2 separate regions of the Mus musculus genome follow, and region 1 is linked to region 2. The links are chromatin contacts, called in public promoter capture Hi-C maps. All regions are on one chromosome and are shown on one strand. The core of a region is the stretch at or near the end of the contact, and the rest is flanking DNA. Distances in the headings are between cores, read along the strand shown. Region 1 holds the start of Spata5 (spermatogenesis associated 5). Region 2 holds the start of Acad9 (acyl-Coenzyme A dehydrogenase family, member 9).

Region 1 (5,226 bases), core at 1,644-4,143, 1.4 Mb before region 2:
CTGACCTAATTTGGAAGAATTAGAAACTGCTATTCAAAAAAGTACTGCTAACATTCAGGTATGGAGGAAGATGAAAAAATAACTAAATAGGAAGAGAATTTGTATTTCTCAACAGAAAAAAAAAACGCATACAGAAATGCTGAGGATAGACAGGAGCATGATGCATCCTTCAAAGACTAAGAAGGTTGCTTAAGGAAGGCCAAAACCATCTGTGGCAGCATCAAGATACTGGTCATAACCCTGACAGCAATGGAAGCCCATAGGGATTAATAGTAGGACCATGACAAATTTTTATTTTAAAAAACATGCTAACTATAAAGTAGAAAAAGAGTAAGAGAACAGGTTTCTGAAATTTGTAAGGATTAAAGCTTGCATTACTGGAAGAAGACAACGGCTTAGGAAGTTGATTAAGTGACTGAAATTAAGGGAAGAGGTAATGGACAATGCTATTAGGTGGGAGATGATGCTGTTTGAGTTGTTGAGAAGCAGCAGGAGTGCTAGGAAGAGGAACACAGAGACTATCTGGATGACATCAGCAACGGAACAGACACTGAGGAGAGAATGGGTGGCATTATGCCTGACTCCTAGGTTTCTGAATTTTGTAAGGATTAAAGCTTGCATTACTGGAAGAAGACAACAGCTTAGGAAGTTGATTAAGTGACTGAAATTAAGGGAAGAGGTAATGGACAATGCTATTCAAAATATAACGTACAAACTACTTGTTACTAGTTCATAGTAAGGTTAAGTACGAAAAAAATCACTTAGAAACTTTTACTGCAAGCAGACAAAAGTTTGTGTCTGTGAACCCAATAAATTTCATTATTCTGCTTTTTAAACTTTTTCTAATTACACTATCTTATTAAAGTGTCAATCTGTGACCTACTGAACATTTTTAACTTTGCTACATAAAATGTTTGAGAAATCATGACATAAAGCACAACTTAAGACTCAAAAATAGTATGCTGTACAAAAATAAAATCAAAATTGATGAGAATATAAATGGGAAACTTAGTTTTGGATATTCTTGCCTTAAAGAATATTTAGAGAAGAAAGAGGGTATCAGACTTAAACTTGAGAAACTTCAGTATTTCAGAATCAGATGGAATAGAGAAAATAACTGCCAATGCACATGGAGAAAAACTAGGAAAGTGTAACGGTAAATAAAATAAGTAGGAAGATGTTTTGAGGAAGAAAAGATTAACACTGGCAAAGGCTACAGAGTCAAAAGGCGAGTAATGAAAACCAGCCACTGGATTTGACAACACGGAGACTATCTGTGACCATTACAAAGCAGTGCCCAAGAGACCATGGCATGGAAATTGTGGTATGTGACTGACAAGCATGCAGAGAACACTCCATTTAGTGAGTAGACAATTAAAAGGTACAGAGAGAGGGGGGTGGCGGGAAGACACTGTGAAACCTTTCCAGTGGTGTAAGGCAGTAGAGAATTGACATGTGTAAATGACAGTGGGAAGGAACTACTTGAAAAGCTGTTGAATCTGCAGAACAGAACAAGCTGTATCCTGATTGCTAAGGCAGATTAAACACTGTGCTAATGCTAAGACAGTCTTGACAATCTTTCTGGACACACAAAAAAAACTATGTCCCTCGTCAGTCTGCTCCACTTTTCAGAACCACTACACATCATACAAGCTAAAAGGTTTACCAAGTAGCTCATTTTTCAGACGTGAAGTCTGTCCATTCACCAAGCCAACAAAACTCATCTCAGACAAACAGCTCCGGAATCAAAGAGACCTGTACTCCAACACGGACTCTGCCAGCCACTGGTGCCTGGGTACCTGATATGCGACTCCGTTAGCCTTTTCTGATCTGTGAGATGGGGACCTGACCTTTCCGTACTCATTTTGACCACAGTTTCTGTGAAAAACCAGAGGAGCGGCACACGTGACGGGATAACTTAGGACTAACACCAGGGTGCGACTAGTCAACAGCAGTAACTAAACGCTGCCGTTGTCCCTACAGCCAGAGCGCTGTTAGGCAGTACGCGTTCATCGTCACAAGTTAGCGTTTGAGCGCAGGCTAGGCTCACTAGGTAAGAACCGTTTTTGCCGGGCTGACTGGACAGTGAGTCTCCAAGGAGCCAAGGCCACCTCGAGGGTTGCTAGTCAAGGTCCCGTGGCGTACGCCATCGCCAGTGCTCCCGAAGTACGTATGAAAGAGGAAAAAGTAAAAAGGCAATCCTCAACTTTTTGCAAAGAGGGCCGGGCGGGCGCCTCGGGCCGGGCCGCCTGGCGGTCCGCGGGCTCCCGCGTCACGCCCACCTCCACACGCCGCGCTCCCCTCAGGCGCCTCAGCCCCGCGGCTGCCCGCGCTTTCCTCACCTTTCTCAAGGAAGTTGGTCACCACCAGCATCCCCGGCGCCGCCGGGCTCGGCTGGGCGAAAGGAGTCGAGGTCCCTGAGCGGGACGGAGCCGCAGAGAGCGAGGGCGAGGCGCCCTCCGCGCCCTCCTTCTGCCGCTTTCGGTTCTTCTTGGAAGACATGACCGCAGGCTGTCGGAGAAAAGCAGCCCCGAGCCGGCTCAACGTGCGCGGCACGGGGATCAAACTTCCGGGTCAGAGGTCAGCGGCGCGGCGCGCACGCCGTAATGCTCCGCGTAGAAGCGCCACCCACGAGGCGGAGGCGGAGAGCGAGGGTCTCGCAAGACACCGTTTCGGAAAGAAAGAAGGGCTAGGCGTAGGCACCGCCGTTGACGTTATGAACCCTTGAAAAGTGGACTTCGGCTGTTCCGCTGCTTTGCCTAGTCCCGAAGCGAATGTGGTTGGGCTTAAAGTAACAACAACAAAATCCGAAAGTTTCTCCTCTCTGTTCCAGACCCGTCGAGGACAGTCAGCTCCACTAAGCTCTACCAAATGGCAAGTCCAGCTCAAGCTTAGCGGGTGGAGACACGTTTCGAGAGTTTACGGTCGGCCCTCCTCCCAGCGAAAAGGGGCGGAGCGAGCTCCGGAAGAGGCCTGAGAGTGTTCGCCGCGAGATGGGGCGGGGCGATCGCCGGAAAGAGGTGAGGTTGCACGGGGTCACGAGAGTGGGGCGGGAAGGGGCGGGGCGTGCTCCCTGGAGGAGACAAGGCTACGTCAGGCGATGTGGGCGGGGCGGGAAGGGGCGGGGCGTGCGCCCAGGATGAGACCAGGCTACGTCTGGCGTGGTAGACCGGGCAGGGCTGGAAGGGGCGGGGCGTGCGACAGGGAAGAGATGCTACGTCAGGCGATGTGGGCGGGGCGGGAAGGGGAGAACGGAAAGGCTAGGTGCAGCCATGTGGTGGGTGAGGAGGACCCGCTACTGGTTCTCCACATTGCTTTACGCGGGCGGAGCCAGGCTCCGGCCGGGGCGGCGCACAGCCTCGGGCGGCCTGGAGACCCCGGGCTCCTGCGGGGCCGAGCTACAAGGCGAGCTGGACAGATTTGGGGGCGTCTCGGTGCACTTGTCGCGGCACCATACGTTGCACGGGCTGGATGCCGCCGCCTTCCGGAGGCTCTTGCAGGGCAAGTGCGGGTCTCGGGCCCCGGAAACCAGGGCGGAGCGTGTGGGCTCTGAGGTGAAAGCTGAAAGGACACCCAGCGGTCCTCTCGCTGTGACCTGGAAGTGCCCTCAGCCACGTCCCGGCCCGAACCCTGAATGCTTGCCCCTGAGACTGACACGGGATTCGCAGCGCCTAGCACGGTGTCGGCCACGCCTTTAACTCTTAGTAAACACTGACAGCCTCACTGTGTGCTACCTTGCAACCTTAGTTTTGCTGCTACTTGGATTCTGCCACATGCTTTGCCAAGCAAAACGGTTTCCTAACCGGGATGGGTGCCAGTGCTTGCATCTACCCACAGAGCTTTGCAGTTTTCAGTAGGAACACATCACTGGTACATCACTGGCTTTGAACGGTGAACCCAGTTATCTGAAAGGATGCTTGTGTGAAGGAGTCCCCCTCACTTTGGGATAAGTGTCTGATTTGTTAGAACAGCCTGTTTTTCAAACTGAAGGCATAGCATGGAAATTTAGCATGGAATGGAAAAGATCCTTTCACATAACCAGGAAACCACAAATGATCTTTATTCTGTGAGCAACAAACACGGCAAGTTAGCGACTCTAATGCTGTTTAATCTTCAAACAAGGCTATTTAACATCATCTCTCCTGCTTATAAGTGCTTAGACTTCAACACTTTCACCAGTAGGAGAATCGAATCAGTTCATCCTCTGATATGTGCACGTATATGGATGGGCACAGGCATTTGCCATACTTAGATAGTTTTTCCCAGTGGGAGATGATAATCTAAGCACCACTCCAGAAGTGTATTGGATCTTGAAACAAGTCCAAGGTTCGAGTTCAAGATTGTGTTACGAACTTTTCCAGGTATTCATTAATCAAATGACCACTAAAAAGACTTCTAATGCTAGCCAGCTCTGAATACTGGATAAGTGTGATCAAAGACACGCTGAATGAGACCCCTTTAATAAAACATTTCACTGTCATTATCAAGTATTAGACATTGTTTTAAGAATCTAACAACTAGGAATGTATCTCATCTCCATAACCTGGAAGTACATGCTCTGCCCAGTTGAAGGATGATGGTGCCAAGGCCCAGAGACAACGGGTACCTCCCTCTGGCTCTGGTCTTTGCTTTCTTCACACTGTTCTTGAGCTTCCAATAGTTCTGTTGTGATGGAATTAAACCAAACTAGTTGGCAGTTCCTGTAAACAGGAGCTTATCTGAGGAGAAAGCCTGATTCGATGTCTCTTTAAGGAGATTAGATGTTGTCTGTAATGAGTTAGTAAAGGCTGTTAAAGCATATTGCATATGAAGGTCACTATTTACCACTGCTTTTACATAACTCAGATAGTAGGATTATAGTATACTTAGCCCTACATAGAATACTTCCTTGGCAGAGGGATTTTGAGATAGGTAAATGTTATAGATAGCTCAAGCTGACTACAAACTCATGACCCACCCCTGCCTCGCTTCCAGGATTACAGAGGTAATTACCTTGCCTGGAATCACATAGAGTTTGCCCTGGCAGTGAAATACCCCTGCTTCTAGAATTGCAAATCCATGACATCTTAACTAGCATTAGAAAACTAGTTAGTAGATGCTGTCTAGTATTAGAACATGGTATGTTCTAATAAATCACACAGACATCATATGGCCTTAAGCTCACATAATAGTAGCGCATGAGCAGTAGTTAGGAAAAACTGTTGAAGAGGTTGAGCTTCTAGGAGC
Region 2 (5,220 bases), core at 1,596-4,095:
CCAAGGGGAGCACTCAAGTCTCTACCCTGTCTTAGTACTCACGTTCCTGACTTCTCCACATTAGCAACGTTCCAAAATCTATTTGCTCCTCTCTGGCCCAAGGACAAGAGGTCCATGGGTCTCTCTCTATCCAAGAGACAAGTGACTTAAAGAATATGCTGCCATCCACCAGCACTCACTCCACTGCTGAGGCAGACTAACAGGGAGCATAGTTCCTGTTGGCCCTCTGAGCCTCTTAGAACAAGGCTGCTCACTCATGGAGGCTCAGACCACTCCTACTCCATCACCTTCACAGTCTTGCCTGTCACCTAGTCTGGGTCAAAGGGCTGTGTGGGAGAAAAGTGATGTCGATCCCAGTGGGCAAACTAGGCAAAACAGGCAACCTGGCAAATAACTGGTATTCAGACATACTTAAAAGGGTAAAGACTTCAGGAGTCCAGGCACAATGAGGCACACCTTTAATCCCAGCACTTGGAAGGCAGAGGCCAGTGGACTCCTGTGAGTTCAAGCCAGCCTGGTCTACATAGCACGCTCCATGCCAGCCAAGACTACACATCACGACCCAGTCTCAAAAACAACAACTCAAATACAATCTTCCAAAACAGAACAAAACCCAAAAACCTAAAACAAAAAATATCAGGGGGGGGGGGTGGATACTGGAGGCTAGAAGGAAAATATCCTCTAGTTAAAAGTGACAAAAACTGAATGAGGCGCCGTGTGGGTGAGGAGTGAAATAACAATTAGCATCTTTTAAGCTGATAAAGCAAAAGAACCTGTTATTCAGGTAATCCTACTGCAGAAGCCAATTATATAAGCCAGGGGCTGTAACTAAGTCTGCCAGTGCCACACAAGCCTCACCCATTCATCCTCCCACTTGCCCCTGGGACAGACTCGGGTCCAAGTAAGTGTATATGTCAGCCACTGGCATGGATAACTCGGCTACTCTCTACCCTCAGACGCTTAAGTACCACTGCCATTGTCCTAGTCAAGGCCCAGAAATGCTCCGAGAGCTGGTGTTTGCTCAATCCAGGAAGTAGCAGTGAAGTTAGAAGTGGTCAGATATGAATGTAACTTGAAGATAAACAAAGATTTACTTACTATAGGATTCAATGAGAACAAGACGAATCAAAGGTGTCACTGGAGAATGTATTGAAAAAGTTGAATCACAGAGTAGCCATTATCTATTGTAAACGGGCTGTTGGGAGAAGCAGAACTGGGTGGGATCCAGGAGAGGTTATCATATATGCTTATTAAAGATGCTTATTAGACATCTAAGAGGAGATATAGAGCAGAAAGGTAGACTAAGTCTGGAGTTAGGGGAAGAACTCAAGTTGAAAAAATAAATCTGAGTCGTAAGAATAGAGTTGTCATTTAAAGCTAGGGCACTGAATTAGGTCATCAAGGGGCTGACCATAATAAAAAGAGAGGCCCACAGGCTTAAACTTTAGAAAAATTCAGCATTGCTAGGTGTGGCATACAATTTCAATCTAGCTCTCATGAAGGAAGGCAGAGGCAGAAAGTCTCAGTGAGACTGTCTCAAAAGCAAGCAATCAATACACCTGCCACCTCCACATTAAAAAGAAGAAGAACAAAACAACACAAACAACAACGACACTGCCTCTGACTTCAACTGGGCTACCAGAGACACTGGCCAAGGTCTACAGGTTGAGAAACCAAGGAACTAACAAAAGAGATACAAAGAAAAGAATTTTTTTTTCAGAAACCTGAGGCCTAACATGCATTCAGAACAAACATTAAGTACATATCTGCATTAGTTACTAATGGTGGGTGGGGTAGGAATGGGAATGAGAAGTGAGCAATGTGGAGAAAACCACTGGCCACTGGGCCAAAGCCTGAGGGCACAGGTCCAAGATGCAGAATTATCCTTGAATAGTGAGAAAGCTGAGTTCTAATCACCAGGCCAGCCTTTGCTAGGGGTATACAGCTCACAACAGTATAGAAAGTAGATACCATCTGGAGGAGAGCTGACCACTGGGACTCTCACTAAATACAGAAATGGAAAACTGGCAGCAAAGCTCACGGGTGATGAAGGGTAGATTTAAAGACTGAAGGGGATACATGATGGCTGCGCTCTTCCTCCTGCCTTGGAAAAGCACAAGAATCCAAGTCCCTCGGCACCCTCTGCGCCAGAATGTGGGCAAAAGGGTCCCCACACTTCAAAGTTCTAGCTTTGAACGTTGCACCAGGGCAGCCACTCAGCCCAAGTGTTGACTTCTACTTTAATAAAGTCAGACAATACGAGACAAACTTCCAAGACAAGAAATAGCTGGATGGGCAACTCTGAGGACCGAGGCAAGAGGACCACGTATTCAAGGCATGCCTAGCTACAGAGCGAGTCCAAAGACAGCCTGGGCTACTACTGAATGAGACCCTGCCCCAAAACAAAAACCACTGTGACACGACTTAAGCCACATCGCCGAGCCCAGCCTCTCGGATGTTTGGCTTCTACGGGCTCGGATAACGTTCCATGCAACTCTGGCCAGAATGAAAGGTGGGAGCAGAGGACACGGGCAGTCCGGCCTCGCCTCCTACCTGCTCGATGTTGCCCAGGAAGAGCTCCTTGGCGAACGAGCAGCTCTGCAGGCTGGTGTGCAGCGGGCGGCGCCTCGCCGTGAATTCCCTCAGCACCCGGGAAGCTCGCGCCGCAGCCGCCGCCGCAGTCGCCCCACGCGAGAGCAGCACACAGCCAGACATGCTGCTCCTGACTTCAGACTTCAAGTCGCTGGAAGCCCCGCCGCTCCTCCCAATGACGCCAATCACCCGCGTCCGGGCATCCAAAGTCTCACCCTGCACCGCTGCAACCGGAAGCTAGCTCGCACTTCCTGATGACGCAAGGGCTGCGCCGCCTTGAGCGAGGCTATTGGACAGGTCGTTCCAGAATATGTTTAATAAATGTCTCCTACGCCAAGCATTGCTGTATGTAATGTCTGAGTATGTAATTTAGAAATTGTAGTTTTTTAAAATTCATCCGAACAGGCTAGGAAGTAAGTGTGTGTGTGTGTGTGTGTGTGTGTGTGTGTGTGTGTGTGTGTGTGTGTTCTTTCTTGTTATACTTTTGCCAGTAAGAAAACGAAAATACTCAAAAGTCAAGCTGCAAAACTACCACCCAGGCTCCCAAACACAGCTCTTGTGCCTGTGTGCTATTCTCAGCACATCCTCTAAAGAGCAGATTAGATTTCATCAAATAAACCTAGAAGTACAACTTTTGTTATTCTCATCTCACTTAATGTAGGACTTAGAATATTGCTAAATGGGTATAACAAAATGACAAGGGACCTATTTTACTAACCCACTTCTGCCTAATTCTCTTAAATATGTGAGTGGCGTGGTATCATTTTGTATGGGAGACTGCATGAAGCACTAAGAGCATGCTGTTTCCTCCTTTCTTGAATCTACCACTCCCTGTGTTGTGCACCCCCCTAGTCTGGCCCCTATTGGCCACAGTCTTCAGACACTTGCTTTCTTCACCACTCCCAGGGCAAGGCATTTCCCTTGGCTCGGTGACCTACCCTATGAAACTATAAACACCATGTTTGTTTGTTTGTTTCTTTTTATGATTTATTTATTTTATGTATGTGAGTATACCATTGCTGTCTACAGACACACCAGAAGAGGGCAATGAATCCCATTACAGATGGTTGTGAGCCACCATGTGGTTGCTGAGAATTGAACTCAAGGCCTCTGGAAGAGCAGTCAATGCTCTTAACCGCTGAGCCATCTTTCCAGCCCTTGTTTGTTTTTTTTAAAATGAATCTTATGTTGAGGAAGTAAGCCAAGGCAGGGCCTGGTCCAACTGGTCCAGCTCTCACATCAGGGTTTATTCATATGTCTGTTGTCTTTATTTCTAGGCAGGTTGTCCTGAGGGAACCAGTGTGGCATCAACTGTTACAAGATGACTCCTTCAGAAAATACATGCAGTTTTAACACCAATAGAAAGCATTTATGCCCCACTGGGGACTGCATAAGGAACTTCCCAAACTATGTAGCCCAGAGCCTCACTATTCTTTTCCTTTTATGCACAAAAAGCAAGTAAGAACAGTTAGCGAGAAGTGAAACTACAGAAGCCAAAAAGCAAGGTTAATATGTTTAGGGACTTTCCCAGGTCCTGGCACTATAAACTAGGTCTTTGATGAATTAGGTCTTTGTTCCTATTTTGGCAGGTTAGGGTTTTGGCAGATTGTTGTTGCCTATGTACTGAGTTCTAAGGTCAAAATGGTGTCTCTAAGATGGCATCAGTTGAGTCAGTGTCTCACAGGCTATTGAGGCCACCTTTTAGTCATGGGAGCCAAGGAACTACTTGCCCTAACTTAGTCTGAATCTTAGTAGACTGCCTCTTAAAAAATATCTATCTATCTATCTATCTATCTATCTATCTATCTATCTATCTATCTGTGTAAGAGAAAGAGTATACTAGGCACATGTGTGGAGGTCAGAAGATAGCTTCTCAAGTATTGGACCCGGATCTCCAGGCTTTGTGGCAAGCGACTTCACTCACTAAGCCGTCTTGCTAGCCCACAGACTGCCTCTTGAAAGGTTAGCGTCAGTACTGTAGCCTCTGTTCCATCGATCTGAGATCTCCAGGTGACCCAGGAGTCCCGTTCACACGAATGTGTCCTGCCAGTGTTGCTTTCTTTCTTAAGAGTCACCTTGATCACAATGTCTCTTCACAGCAATAGAACATGGAATAAATCACCTAATGTAGTGGGAACTAACTAAAATACATGAAAGTGATTTTAATGATGTCTCCAAAAATGGGGAGGTAACTCTCCATCTCTCGTTACCAAACAGAGCTTCCAGTAGCAAGCCTGGGTTATACCCAATTGAGTTGTTGGCCAAAGAGCTTCCATGGAAATGCTCCAAACACCCCAGGCTGTTGCCAATACAATAGTTTGCTCTCTGCAAACTGACAAAAAGAGTCCATTGCTGAAGACAACACCCACACTTGGGGAGGTCTAGTGGATGCCAATATAGAACCTTCACCCCTATGTTCTAAAGTCTTGAGTATGGAAAGTTACTCTGCAGGCTACCAAAAGAGAAACACATACAACAACATAGCCACAAAACCTTTGATCTACAGTGTTATCTTCCTTGCAAAATATGCTAAGCCAATGGTCGCACAAACTAGTAGGAGTAGCAAACCAATGTCTGATTTGAACAAGGCCCACTCTATGAGGTAGAACCCATACCCAACACTGCTTG

What was found. Promoter capture Hi-C pulls out the DNA fragments that hold promoters and counts their contacts.
Region 1: a contact with region 2 is called in a promoter capture Hi-C map of pre-B cells, with 5 times the contacts expected there. The contact joins the promoter of Spata5 here to the promoter of Acad9 in region 2. A contact is called at or near these places in 3 of 39 promoter capture datasets (hippocampal neurons, liver and pre-B cells).

Annotation. Positions count from the first base shown.
Region 1 is chr3:37,417,617-37,422,842 of GRCm38.p6, reverse strand. Spata5 (spermatogenesis associated 5) reads right to left here and starts at 2,893. Exons shown (of 16, transcript NM_001163511.2): 1 at 2,343-2,893. The coding sequence starts at 2,502. Nudt6 (nudix (nucleoside diphosphate linked moiety X)-type motif 6) reads left to right here and starts at 3,247. Exons shown (of 5, transcript NM_001291044.1): 1 at 3,247-3,501. The coding sequence starts at 3,273.
Region 2 is chr3:36,063,604-36,068,823 of GRCm38.p6, reverse strand. It overlaps Acad9 (acyl-Coenzyme A dehydrogenase family, member 9), which reads right to left and starts at 2,845. Exons shown (of 18, transcript NM_172678.4): 1 at 2,554-2,845. The coding sequence starts at 2,715.